2 separate regions of the Rattus norvegicus genome follow, and region 1 is linked to region 2. Evidence: chromatin contacts called from public Hi-C data. All regions are on one chromosome and are shown on one strand. Each heading gives the region's core, a stretch centred on a gene start, on an enhancer-like site or on the middle of the called end of the contact. The rest is flanking DNA. Distances are from core to core; before and after follow the strand shown. Region 1 holds the start of Bod1 (biorientation of chromosomes in cell division 1). Region 2 overlaps Cpeb4 (cytoplasmic polyadenylation element binding protein 4).

The links. A called contact is a pair of places that touch in the nucleus more often than the background predicts.
Region 1: a Hi-C map of kidney shows a contact between it and region 2, with 5 times the contacts expected there. The contact joins the promoter of Bod1 here to the enhancer-like site in region 2. A contact is called at or near these places in 12 of 12 Hi-C or Micro-C datasets (the A7r5 cell line, the Rat2 cell line, Schwann cells and 7 more) and 1 of 1 datasets of contacts at active chromatin or transcription factors (oligodendrocytes).

The regions. Positions count from the first base shown.
Region 1 is chr10:16,492,676-16,499,729 of GRCr8, reverse strand. Bod1 (biorientation of chromosomes in cell division 1) reads right to left here and starts at 1,812. Exons shown (of 4, transcript NM_001013854.1): 1 at 1,365-1,812. The coding sequence starts at 1,757. It overlaps LOC134480659 (a long non-coding RNA gene), which reads right to left. Exons shown (of 2, transcript XR_010055310.1): 2 at 4,819-4,915.
Region 2 is chr10:16,222,021-16,228,544 of GRCr8, reverse strand. Cpeb4 (cytoplasmic polyadenylation element binding protein 4) reads left to right here. Exons shown (of 9, transcript NM_001106992.1): 8 at 653-834; 9 at 1,982-2,873. The coding sequence ends at 2,209. Among named protein-coding and RNA genes, the nearest start is that of C10h5orf47, 27 kb to the right of the region's middle. Within about 2 kb of position 3,799, at least 2 of the 93 cell types and tissues checked have an H3K27ac peak or open chromatin away from gene starts, as enhancers often do. A contact at or near this core is called in kidney, where this site is marked.

The DNA of each region.
Region 1 (7,054 bases), core at 563-3,062, 270 kb before region 2:
CCATGTGTCCAAGGACAGATGCAAGCTGTTTCTGGAAGGAACACGGTTCTAGGCCAAGCACTGACTTTTTACGAGTCACAGGACTTTCAGTAATTCCCGTCTCTAAAATGCAAACATTCCTGTCTGCTTGACTCACAGAGGATGTTCACCAAGGAAGGCCCCCTCCAAACGAAAACAGCCATCCAAGCCTCAGCAGGAGTCATATGACAGCAACAGCCAAGCTACTCTGCGAAGAGTTTCCAGGCAAAGCTGTGTGTGACCCTCAAAGGAGCCTGAGGCGCTTACTCTGAATCCTCCTCCTCAGAGCTTGAGAACAAGACTAGGAAATTACCTTGTGAGTACAAGGACTGTTCCGAGCCCCTGGCCTCCTGCTCTCCAACCGGAGGCAGACAACGCTTCTTCAGCCCATCCTTGCTAAAGAGCATGCCAGTGTCTGCATGGCTCTGGTCTCTCTCTACGAGAATGTGGAGGTAGGAAGGATGGCCTACCTGTGCAGACTGTGGCCTAAGATGTGTATATATAGGGCAGACTTTACCCCATATCAAAGACATAGCACAGGCCCAGGCAGCCTGCAGCTGACAGCTGAGGCTACTGAACCCGCTTGCCTGGGTGACTCACAGCCTGAACACCACGAGGAGCAACCTGAGCAACGGCAACGGCTACCCTGTGGAGCCTCTCAGTCAGCAAAGAGACTTGTAACTCCACCACCTTAATCTTGGCAAACAAATTTTGTAAAGGGAAAAGGAATGTTTTGGTACTACTATATACCTGCCTCGTGACACACATTCCAAAGTTTCCAAGTGAGGTGAATTAGGGTATTTTTAGCTGTAGAGACTGGCCTTTGGCACTGGATCTAACATAGCCATTAACTCCATTTAAATTAGTTAAACAGAATAAAATAAGGTGCTGATTCTACTGCTTATCCCAATTTGACCTCATACAAATCTGCAAATGATTCAGTTAGGAAAGGGAATAGCTATTAACGTGTTATCCAATCCAGCCGGTGCTTAAAATCACCTCCCGGGTGGTGAACAAGAGAATGGGCAGAGCTTCTAAAGTACGCTGCCTTTCCCGAGTGTTGTAAAACGCGAGTTCCTTGGGTATGAAGTGGATATACGTGTGCAGCCATAAAAGAATCATTAAGTTCAGAAAGGCGACTGAACTAAAATAAAAATTAAAAAAAAAATTAAAAATCACAGCTGGTTAAGTGTCCAGGTGTCGTGTGTGCACCACAGAAGTCACCGGTACTGGCCCGCGCCGCGCGTCCCTCCAGGCTCCGGAGGTGCCTTTTGTTTTACTCCGGGCTCTGGCACGTCAAAGAGGCGAGGTGGACCGCCCCCCTCGGTCCCCCGCAGCCCGGGTACCTTAGTGTCCACGTCGGCCAGGCAGTCCCGGCGGAAGCTATCAAACAGGCCACGGCTCTTGAGCTGCTCCACTATAAGAGCGATGAGCTGCGGGTCTCCCGGAGGCAGCGAAGCGGGGTTGACCGTGCCGCCCGCCCCACTCGAGCCCCCCGCTGGTCCCGAGGCCTGGCCCGCCGCACCTGCTCCCGCACTGTCCGCCATGGCTGCGCCCCGTGCCCGACCCCGTGCTCGGCTGCTCCTCCGGGAGCCGTGGGCCGCGCTGCGCAGACACGGAGGGCCCCACGGAGGTGGCGGCGACGGAGGCGGCAGGGTGGGAGGCGGCGAGGACCACGGCGCTCCCCGCTGGCCGCGCTGCTGGCGCTCGTCTAATAGCGTCACCAACGACCTTTGCATTGTGGGACGGTTGGTTTCCTGGAGCCATCGCCCATGTTCTTATAGCCTGTGTCTGGCCGTTGGAAACTACAACTCCCGGCAGGCTATTGGCTCGCTCGCGCTAGTTTGCGAGACAGCATGGGAATTGTAGGCTCAGAACCTATTCAGTCACTGCAGCCCTCAGAAATCAGACCTCCCTACAGTGGGCGACAGTCACTTGCAGAACTGATTGAAAGATTAGGAGCGTATCATTTAGCGACTGTGATTCAGCAACTCTGTTTCTATGCCTGGCAGCCTGTGCTTTTGACAACAAAAGGAGGTCATCCCCACGACCTCCTTGAGTAATATGATCTGGGAAATGTGGTTAACAATGGGTTAATATTTTTGTTATTTTGATAAAACTAATTTTACTTTTTGTGTGTCAGGGAGGGGCGGTGGAGGAGTTCATATTGGCCCAGCCAGTCTCAAAGGTTAAGCTGATCACAGTCTCTCACGATAGGTTACAACCCTTTGGGATATCAAATTTATTTCTACTCCTGTCCCACGCTGACCTCTCCTGTTTGGCTCTAAGGAAGTCCCGTGAGAGAGTTCAACCCTGGCCCCCCACCCCCAGAGGGAGGCCTGGGGGGGGGGTGTTGCCCTTCTTATAAGTCACATTTTAGGTACATCACATCTTATTCTTTCCTCACAAAAACTTTTCTAGCTCCAGGCCTAATTTGGTCTATTGTTGAACCAGATTCTTATAGCAATCGTTGTGACTGGAAGTGGATAATTTATAGGCTGATTGGCCATCTTCACCCCTATGCCCCCAACCACACCTGTTGGCGTTCCTTCTAGGCTCCGCCCCACAGTCACCTGGCAAGAGCCAGGTGTGCCTGACTCACTATAAAAAAGGAGCTGCTTGCCCCCTCCTCTCTCCTCTTCTCCTCTTGTTCCCCTTACCCTCTTCTTCCTGTCTCCCTATCCTCTCTCCCCTTTCTCCATGTGCACATGGCCAGCCTCTCCCCAACCCTCCTCTCCTCCTCCTCCCCCTCCTCCTCCTCTTCTTCTCCTCCTCCCTTTCTTCTTTCTTCTTCCTCTCTCTCTCTCTCTCTCTCTCTCTCTCTCTCTCTCTCTCTCCCTCTCTCCCTCTCTCCCTCTCTCCCTCTCTCCCTCTCTCCCTCTCTCCCTCTCTCCCTCTCTCCCCCTCTGCCTTTCCTCCCTCAACTCCCCTCCCCATGCCCTAAATAAACTCTATTCTATACTATACCTTCATGTGGCTGGTCCCTCAGGGGGAAGGGATGTTTCAAGCATGGGCCTGCAGAAGCACCCCCATTCCCCGAACCATACAACACCTCTACCAAACACAGCCCTGGCTTCTTTTTCTTTTTATAAAACAAAACAACACCCAGAGTATAAGCTTCGAAGAAGAAACCATGACTGTTTTTGTCTCTGGTGCTCAGCACAGTACTTGGCCATAAGTCCCTGCCCCTTCTACTTATAGAATTGTGTAACCATCTGTGGAATGAAGATATTCTAAAGAGCCTTGAGCCCTGCTCTTTTGGCTCTCAGAATATTGAACCATTGCACACCTCCTGCCCTCTATCTTATGTTAGGCCTCTGGAAGGCTGGGTTGGTGCCGTCATTCGGGTGCATTGACTAAATCTCCCTCTTCTGGTTCTCAAACATGTCTCATTGGTTGGTTGTTTGCAGGTGGCTGAGTGGGTGAACCTGGCGTGTTAGGATTACCAGGGCCCAGGCTCTGACTCTTAACAACTCCACTAACTATCTGATCAGAGTATATGTGGATAAGAACATACTTTAGTTCCCGTCTTAGTTGTGCTTTTTTTGTTATGAAGAGACACTTGACCACCGTTTGTAAAGGAAAACATTTCACTGGAGCTGGCTTACGGTTCAGAGGTTTAATCCATTATCATCATGGTGTAAAGTATGGCATCACGCAGGCAGATATGGTGCTGGCGAAGGAGCTGGGAGTTCTAAATCGGAGCAGCAGGCAGCAAGAAGAAATACTGAGAGAATAGGCCTGGCTTGAGCATCTGAGACCTCAAGGCCCACCTCCAGTGACACACTTCCTCCAACAAAGCCATACCTACTCCAACAAGGTCCCACCTCCTAATCCTGCCATTCCCTATGAGTCTATGGGACCATTTTCTTTCAAACCACCATAATCATCATCTTCAGGAAGTCCTGGTATGGCAGTTAACACTGAGGTGATCTGCCACGACCTAATAGGAAAGTAATGAGGAACCCAGGTTTACAGGGTCCAACACCAACATTGGGTCCTGTGTGTTGGCTCCTGGAACTCTGGCCCATGACAGGGTGCAGTTCCTGAAGTCCTGTACGCTTGCTTTTGTAACTGCTATAAACTTGGCACATTGAGGATTGAGACTAAGGACGAAATAGATAAAAATATGGGAGGTGGTTATTATTATTATTATTATTATTATTATTATTATTATTATTATTTAAGCCTTGCTAAGGGATCCAAAAATGGCACCACAAGCTATGCAATGTACAATAATTGCCATCAGGGGGCGCCCTTGCTGCATTTATAGCTCCGAGCATTTTGAACCAGGCAGTACTGTTTTTAACTTGGGTCTAGGCAGTAATCTAGTTTCTGGTGTCCTTTAGATAACTGCTGGTGAGTCTTAGTATTAAAGCTTTTCAGGGATAGAGATTTAGGCATGATGCAGACCTAGTCTGTATGTGCAGGGTCCTGGGTCCAATCTCCAGCATGAAAACAGACAAAATCCCTTTTTTTGACTACATGAAAACAGACAAAATCCTTTTCTGACTAGCTGCCCAAAACTCAGTGAACCTATGCATATTAGAATTTAGGATATTTACATTAAAGCCTGCGAGGAGGTGGAACCTGCACACGCCTAAGTCTAGACCTTGCAGAAACCAGAAAATGGGATTGGTGGTTTTTGCAGAACTGTGTGAAAGAATAGAGAATCCATGGGCTTTTCATATCAGAGAGCTAGATTGGATGTTAACATCATCTCGTGGTGATAGGTCTTTGGGAAACTGTGTCTTAGCCAGCACTTCTATTCATGCACAAACATAGTGACCAAGAAGCAAGTCGGGGAGGAAAGGGTTTATTCAGCTTACACTTCCACATTGCTGTTCATCACCAAAGGGAGTCAGGACTGGAACTCAAGCAGGTCAGGAAGCAGGAGCTGATGATGCAGAGGCCATGGAGGGATGATAATTACTGGCTTGCTTCCCCTGGTTTGCTCAGCTTGCTCTCTTATAGAACCCATGACTACCAGCCCAGGGACAACACCACCCACAATGGATCCTCTTCTTTGATCACTAGTTGAGAAAATGCCTTACAGCTGGGTCTCATGGGGGCATTTCCTCAAGGAAGGATCATTTCTCTGTGATAATTCCAGCTTGTGTCAAATTGACACACAAAACCAGCCAGTACAAATCAGCAGGGCCAATTCTCTAGGATAGTCCAGAGGCTCAGCAGTCCTGGTATTCCTTTTAGCAATATTCCGGATCCTTAGCACACGTGTAATAACATGTTGCCATCCCGGACTTACACTTGAGTTAGGGGGTTCTTGGATTGACCTCCACCTTCCCCACTAGCCTCAAAGTCCACTAAGCAGGAACTGCACGCCAAGCACCATAATGGCCTGGTTGGTAGAAGCTCCCAGTAAATGGGATGGAGGGACAAAGACTGAGCAAGTGGATGGGAAATTTGCTCCTTTAAATGTAAGACAAAAGAGTTTGGATAGGGGTTGGGGATTTGGCTCAGCGGTAGAGCACTTGCCTAGCAAGCGCAAGGCCCTGGGTTCGGTCCCCAGCTCCGAAAAAAAGAAAAGGAAAAAAAAAAAAAAGAGTTTGGATAATGCCCAAATGCCAATAATTGGAATAGGTGGGTGCAGTTGAGGGATTTGTCTATGGTGTATCACTGAACTGGTCTAAGAGGCTGGACTAGGAGAGAGCTCCAAGGGGAGAATTGGGTTATCTTGGTAGGACTTTTTCTTCTCCCACCATGAGATTCCTGAAGCTATTCCTATTTCTTTGGGGTTCGCTGTTTCAATAGTCTGGTAGCCAGACTGAGGGACACAAGCATCTCTAGGATATTTTTTAACTCTGGCAGGCTGGTTACAGCAACACAGAAGTTATCCTTTACCAGTGGAGTGTAAACACGGGAGAGTAACTGTCTTCAAGAAAGCAGGTCATGGCATGTCTTCAGCTGACAACCACAACACACGAGCCAACCAAACAGAACAGTTTGGCTTTGGCTCAGAGAGTCTGGAGGCTAGTAGTCCTGAGCTGACCAGCAGCCTTCTGTTCTCTGTCATCTAAGATGGCTGCTTGAGTGTCCTGACTCAGGGAGGCTGCAAGGCAGGCTGGGAAATGTAGTCTTTAAACTTTTTGCTCGAGAAGACTGTTAGAAATTGAGTTCATATTATTTAGGACAAATTAACAAACGCACATTGGGAGGAAATGAGTCTCTCCTGTGGACTCCATTTATCTCCAAAATTATTAGGGACCTTTCTGGATAGGGTGTTGATGTTTCGAAACTTTGGCTTTTAGTCCTTTGGTCACTGGGCAAGATGTGTCATTTGTCACATTCAGGCATTTAAAAAGTGTCAACATTAAAATCTGAAGGAAAGACACAAGACCAGGAGTGTCCTGTGGGTGTGAGGCTCCCCAAAGGGTAAACAGATCCTCACTCAGTGTCCTGTCCACATGCACTGTCCTAACGTGCTGCCACTGTAACAAAATACCTTAGGCTAGGGGAGTTATAAAGAATAAAGTGTGGTGTAACGTGAATAAATACATTAATGGAAAAAAAGAATAGAGTGTGTCATAGCTCACTATTCTGCCCCAAAGGCCTGAAGATACTCCACATCCCAGACCCCCACTGCTCCTCAGGCAGCTGCAAGCAGAAGGGTTTTTGCAGAGGGAACCTAGTGGTCCTGAATAAAGTGTTTCTGTAGGAGACCATGTGTGACGAGGGTGCCTGTGGTAAAAGCAAGGCCGCCTGCGTGCGCTCTGGAGGCTGGACTCAGTTCTGGCTCTATAAGTTCTTGTTGGCATCCACATTGCTGTTTCTGCCATATGGAGTTTGCTCTGAGGCTGGCTCAATGCAGGCAGGTGTTTTCTTGGCTTGCAGATACTGAGTTATGGGTTCCAGAGCCTCAACGGGAACATAAAACCCAACTCTTGTCCTAATTCCAGTGGCTTTTCCTGCTAGCTACACCTTGCCAGGTAACCTTAGACAGCATATTCTATGTGGTCACACACCACCTCGACCCAGCCTAGCTGCTAGTTCCGGCTTGCTGGTCGACCCGAGGCAG
Region 2 (6,524 bases), core at 2,550-5,049:
TTCTTTAAAGATTTTGTTTATTTCTATCTTATGCATATGAGTGTTTTGCTTGCTTGTATGTCTGTGCACCATGTGTGTACGGTGTGTGTACAGTGACCCTAGAGACCAGAAGAGGGCTTTGGATGCTCCTGGACTGCACAGTTGTGAGCTGCCACGTGGGTGTTGGGAATAAAACGTAGGTTCTCCGAAAGAGCAGCCAGTGCAAGCTGTGCTAGTGAACAGCTATGTGTAAACAAAGGCACAGCTCCGATGGTGAGGAGGGCAGAGGGCCTCCATAGAACCTCCCAGTTAGCCTTCTCATGTTCAATTTATAGGAATCAATTCCTTGCAAACCAGTACAGATATGACAGCAGGCCAAAGCAGACAAACCTAGGTGCCAGACCTAGGCCTGTCACCTGGACAGACCCTTCATCTTGGAGCCTCAGTTTTCTCAGAAAATTACTAGCTATTTCATGGGTTGTGAAAATTAAGAAAGCACATTGTAAACCAGCCAGCTTGCAGTTCAAACAGTCACCCAGCAGAAAATTACTATAATAATGATTTGGATTTAATGACTAATGATACACACTCAGAGCTCACATAATGTTTTTGGTGAAGCGTTAGGTAAGCCAGATGAGCCTGATTGTAAGTGTCTCTGCCCCTTTCTTTCTAGTGGAGCTTGCAATGATAATGGACCGGCTGTATGGAGGCGTCTGCTATGCTGGAATCGATACTGACCCAGAGCTCAAATACCCAAAAGGAGCTGGACGAGTAGCGTTTTCTAATCAACAGAGTTACATAGCTGCTATCAGTGCTCGCTTTGTTCAGCTGCAGCATGGAGAGATAGATAAACGGGTAAGTTCTGGATGTGTCTGGAAAGTTCTAGAAATGGTACACCATCTAATGTAAGACCTGTGTTTAATGTACACTGGCACTCCCCTTGGGACTGATACTGGCAGCCAACATGGTGCACTGTACTCTGCAGTCTTTGTTGGTTGGTTTTTACTGTGCTGTTTTCAGTCTGAGCTGTTAGCATGAGCCAGTGGTGTTTTATACTCCTTGTTTCAGGTCATGTGTGCTCAATGTCTGTGGTCGTTCCCTGATATGGATACAGAGGAAGCTTGTGCTATAGCTACAAGTGACTGGTGTGGGATTCGTTGTAGCATAGTCACATGCCTCCTGCTTTCCAGTCACACTCCCTGTCAGTGTGTGCTTCAGAGCTGGGAGGGCATCATTAGAAATGCTTACTTTTGGTTTTCTACAGTGAAATCCCTGGGTCAATGTTTAGCCCCTCTCCAGATCCTCTGCAATGTGAGACTTAAAGCCTAGCTACCCTTCCTCATCTAAACAAGTCCTAGGAGGTTTCATCCAGGAGTCTCCCAAGACCAAGCGTTGCCAATCTTTTGTAGCTGGTGAGGTAATGACCAGGTCACTCTAATGCCCAAAAGACTCAGATAACAGCTGGCCTATTGAACACTGGTTCAGGCCCAGTGCCGGAAAGTCACCCCTCACTTTTAGATTCAAGTAGCCTACTCATTAAAAGGGAAAAGGGAGCCCCATCATGTTGTACCAGACTCCAGCCCTGTGTTTGCAACCTAAGATGTACACACTTAAACCACCAGCCAGGCCCAGCAACCACTCAGACGTTTCCGAGGCAGACATCAGGCATCTCCTTGCCATTGAACCTCGCAGTACACATTTTGTGAAAGAAGGAAGTGCATAGATGGTTTTGCTTAAATTATAATTTCAGTAATGATAGTTTCTGATAAAATTCTTTTGCCTTTTTTTGTTTGAGACTTTATTTTAACATGATAAGCATGTTAAATGGTAGGTGTAACTATCTTAGGAAAAGCTATTTGAAATGGCGGATCTTCGTTGCTGTGAGTGAGGTGCATCACTGCTCCTTCCCGTGGCGCCTTGGCACAGGAAGGTCGAGCACAGCATGAGAGTGTGCACGCACGTGGTTCTGAAGTGCCAACTCCCCTTTCTCTCTCCAATGCAGGTGGAGGTTAAGCCATATGTCTTGGACGACCAGCTGTGTGATGAATGTCAGGGGGCCCGTTGCGGGGGGAAATTTGCTCCATTTTTCTGTGCTAATGTTACCTGTCTGCAGTATTACTGTGAATATTGCTGGGCTGCTATTCACTCTCGTGCTGGCAGAGAATTCCACAAGCCCCTGGTGAAGGAAGGTGGCGACCGCCCTCGGCATATCTCATTCCGCTGGAACTGAAGAGCGAACGACTCCAGGGCTCCTTTGCAGGCCTCAGAAGAAGTGCGTGCCCTCTTCTGTTAATTCCGACTCTTCCTCAGCCTCTTCACGCTGGCATGGCCTGTGCAGCAGTGTGTAACTAACAGCCGTAGAATGAAAAGAACAACCTACAACATAGGTCTTTTGTAGACTCTCGTGTCACTGCAAACAGTATGTTCCAACTCCATTTTCACATTGCCATTATGTTGCATGCAAGTTTGAATTCTCTTGTTTTGCTGGAGGCCAAGAGGATCCAAACTTGCTGTAGCATTTTCTTAGAGGAGAGAAATATTAACAGAGAAATGAGACAATATTTTTGGGGTTTTAATTGCTGGTAATGATATAAGAAAACTTTACTGCGATAACCACCAACAGTAACACTATTGTCTGTTCTGACACAGTCTCCCCAGGGAAGGGCTCTTGTTTCTTTTCTTTCATTCCTTCTCTCTTTCTCTCTCTTCTGTCCCTTTCTATTCTGTAACAGCAGTGGAGGAAGTTAGCAGTTATTAACAGGAAAGAGTATGTCAGAGCGAGCGAATGCATGAGTAAGACTGAGCAGCGTAACCGTCAGAGCTTTGAGGCCGAGTATAGCTTGACCATGCCTCAAATGCCTTCATACATCAGAAAAAATAAAGTAGGCCAGCTGAGTTTATTTTCTTTGACATAATTGTTAAAATTCCGAATGTAAGAATTGGGTGACTTTACTACTGAGGGGAGTGTGCTTATTTATTTAACTGACTTCCTAATCACAGCCCCAGGAAACCTACCAAAGCTAGAATTAATGATGTCTGGTGGGAAAACAGAAGAACAAATACATAAATTTTATTTTTGTTGTTATATATAAACTCTATATCCTAATTTACTAACAGTCATCAGGTGTCAGCCTTTGCTCTCCATTTTGACATTAAAAACAACACATGTAGACATACCTCAAGGATATCGTTTTTGACTTCGTGTTACACTACACTTGTAGCCAAAACTGGAAGATTCAAAACAACATACAGACCAGCTGCCCATTGGCCTCGTTTTCCATTTGAAGTTACTTTGGAATCCTGTAATTTAGTTGTAACATAGAAAATGTGGGGGGGAAAGGTTAAAAAAAAAAGTCAAGTAGTTGCAAAGTGTTTTGCACTGTTGAACTAAGTAATTGTGTAAATCTGTGCAAAAGTCCGTATGTTTATCTTGCTCTTCCTATAAGGTACAATAACATACACTTTCCGAACTTAGCATGGGACATAGTGTTTGAAGTGCCAACTTCATCAAGTAATGCATGCTTATTATAAAGACAACCCTAGCTTTGAAAGATGTTCTTATGTCTGAACAGTCTGCTTCGGGGGCTAATGTAAAGCCGTCTCTTGAAGCCCTGGTCATGGAAGTGACTTTTGGTTTAATTGACATTCTCTTCGTAATGCCCTACCGTAGTTCAAAGGATTACATCAGTGTGCAAAGCATTCACAGTGAGCAACAGTCTAAGTGCAGTCTTGCTAGCTGTGCTGCCTAACAGTACCATCCTGGATCCTTCAGAACCAAAGACTTGCCCGCAGTGCTGTCTGCAGGAAAAGCAGCCCTTGATTCTTAACACAGGCTTGAATGAGCTACACCCGTTACGTTCCAAAGGTCAAAATGGGGGAGGCACTTGCTGTCTAAGAGTCCAACAAAGAAAGAGGGAGCACTGTTCGCAGGAGCACCCTGCTAACAGAACAGCGAAGCAGCTGGGGTGGAGGCGCTGTCTCTCTCGTAGCTGGTCAGGGACGTTTCTTCCTTTCTCCTGAACTACGCGATTCTAATTGGAATGTTCATTTGCCTCTTTCTTCCTTTAATGCTTGTAGGTGGCTTGGGGTGTGCTATCGTGCTGTTCCTACTCAGTAAACAGGTGTGATGAGTTAACAAGAAATATCACTGCTTGAGGACTAGCTTTGAATAATACTTTTCCCTTTGTACATGACCTGCTGAATTTCGGTACAGTGTTTTGTAGCTGACTTATTTTGTCATGCACATGATGTATATTTGTTATGCACTACCTTTGTATATCTTGTTTTTCCAACAGTGAACATTTTTAGGCACACTTTTCACTGACGGGATATCTCTTTATGCAATACCTCAATTTTTCATATTGCAAAGAGTAGCTTTTTGTACTTTTATTACTGAGAGATCTTCATATACTTCATTTTTTAATATAAATAATTTTAATAAATTTTATTTTCTTATATTCTGCTTTTTATACATTTCAGTGCTCTGCATACATTTTAAATTATGAATGTTGTGCACTGGCAATGCTATTTTAGAGTCTGCAGAGAAGAGAAAGCATGTTGCTTAAACATCCTTCCCCAGCACCAGCTACTGGTGTACCTATAATTTAAGAAATAGTCTATGTAAAGTCACAAATTAATGGAAAAAATTCGCATGAAAATGACAAGATAACACTGTAGTTCCTCAAAAAGAGATTAACTGCATAACCATAGGATAGAAATTTAAAACCACAAAATTGTCTACAGCTTCTTACTAAGTTTTTTAAATTATTCATAAAATGCAGACATTTTGGGTGAATGTTTAATCATTTTTAATCTTAATTAATTGATGTTACCTGTTTGATTCAGAGATGTCTGCTCTTTTAAATTCTATATAATAAAACGAGATCGCCTGGCACAGGACAGGTGTGTAATGTTAGTATGCATGACTAATGTAAGAAATTGTTATTCTGCTAATATTTCCTTGTGATTGTGTGACAAGCGTGTTTACAGATGATTGGTTCACTTCTTTACAGGGCATAAACAATGATTATCTATTACTCTGAACTTTATGATTACATGTCCTTCAGATTACATGGGATTGTAGTTGGGAGTTACCATGTAACTCAAACATTATTAACATGTAATTAGTTTACAGGTTTTAGGGTATCACTTCAATTTACCAAGCATGTAGTTCTAGCGCACTAGCATGGCACCAGCCATGTATTTACAATGTAGTTACAGAGTAATTACATGGTTATTTTTGCAATGTAAAATAAAGTGTTTCTGATTATTTTCTATGTAAAGGACCCCCCACCCCATCCCCATCCCCTGGCTTTGGTATAATATATTTACTTCTCCATACACAGACCTCTGCAGAATGCAAAATAAAACTTGCAGTGAATGAACTTAGCATTTTATGAGAGTGCTGTTGGAAAGACTTGATAATTCACCCCTTTTGTTTTGAAGAGTCGAATCTTCTGTTAAAAGGTGATTTAAAACTTGAATGTGATGAATTGTGGCGAGCTCACTCCAGTTATGTGCAATACTTATCTCACACTTTGGAAGATCTTTGCAGTGTAATTCTTTGTTTTTAATTGCAGACATTAAAAAATGTCATTTTCTACTGTTAAGAGTAATCCTCTTTCTTGCTGGTGTTTCTAAAGAAAAGAATCAGAAATCAATCTTTCTACTAATGTAAATTTGAGATTATTTTTAAAAATGGAATAAAAGAGGTTTTGGTCATTTGCTTTATTTTATTATCTTATTTTAAAGCTACTGTGATTGATAGCATTGTAAGAATTGGGACAATATTGTATTCAACTGTTTTATTTTTTATATTTTTAAAATTTAAAGTATAATTAGTTTTTATAATTTCATCAGATTTTTGTTATATTTTTTGGAAGTGAAACTTTTAGCAAGTGGGTGTCTGGTTTTTACTGCTCCCTAATTTCCCAGTGTATTGCTCACACTATCAGAAGGCAGCGTTATTTAAGTGTGTCAGTTAATTGTACTACTTGGCTGAATTTCCATATAGTTTTTACTGTGTATGGGGAGGTTGTAGTATTTATTCTAGCATTTTAAATAAGGGTAATTCATTTTTTTATTAAAGTCATTTTCACCTTAAGTTCCTATTTTTGTATGTTCTACTCTTAAGTTATATAACACAGTTCCTTTTTTAAAAGAGTTCATTTGTTGAAGTGCTAGTGGAAAATTAATGTTATTAAATAGTTTGCAAATGACTATTTATACCAGTATGCATATAATTTTTAAATATTTGTAATGTGAGATGTTGAATGAATAAAACTTTTAACTCAGATTTCTTTCACTATACTTATTTCTTCTTAGCATAAGTAGACTCCCTCGTTGGGATTATAACATTTTTAAAACACTAGGAATGTCCTGTTGGGCCCTGCCAAACAAACCAGTGTGAAAAAGAATTTAGTCATGTGATGCTCGTGGCAGGCATCCCTGGCTTCCGGAAGTTGAAGTTGTAAGAGCTGTCGGTTGTAAGAGTGTCTTTGGCCTTGCTGTCTCTTCTTGTGCTGTTGTATGGTGTGTGGTGTCTG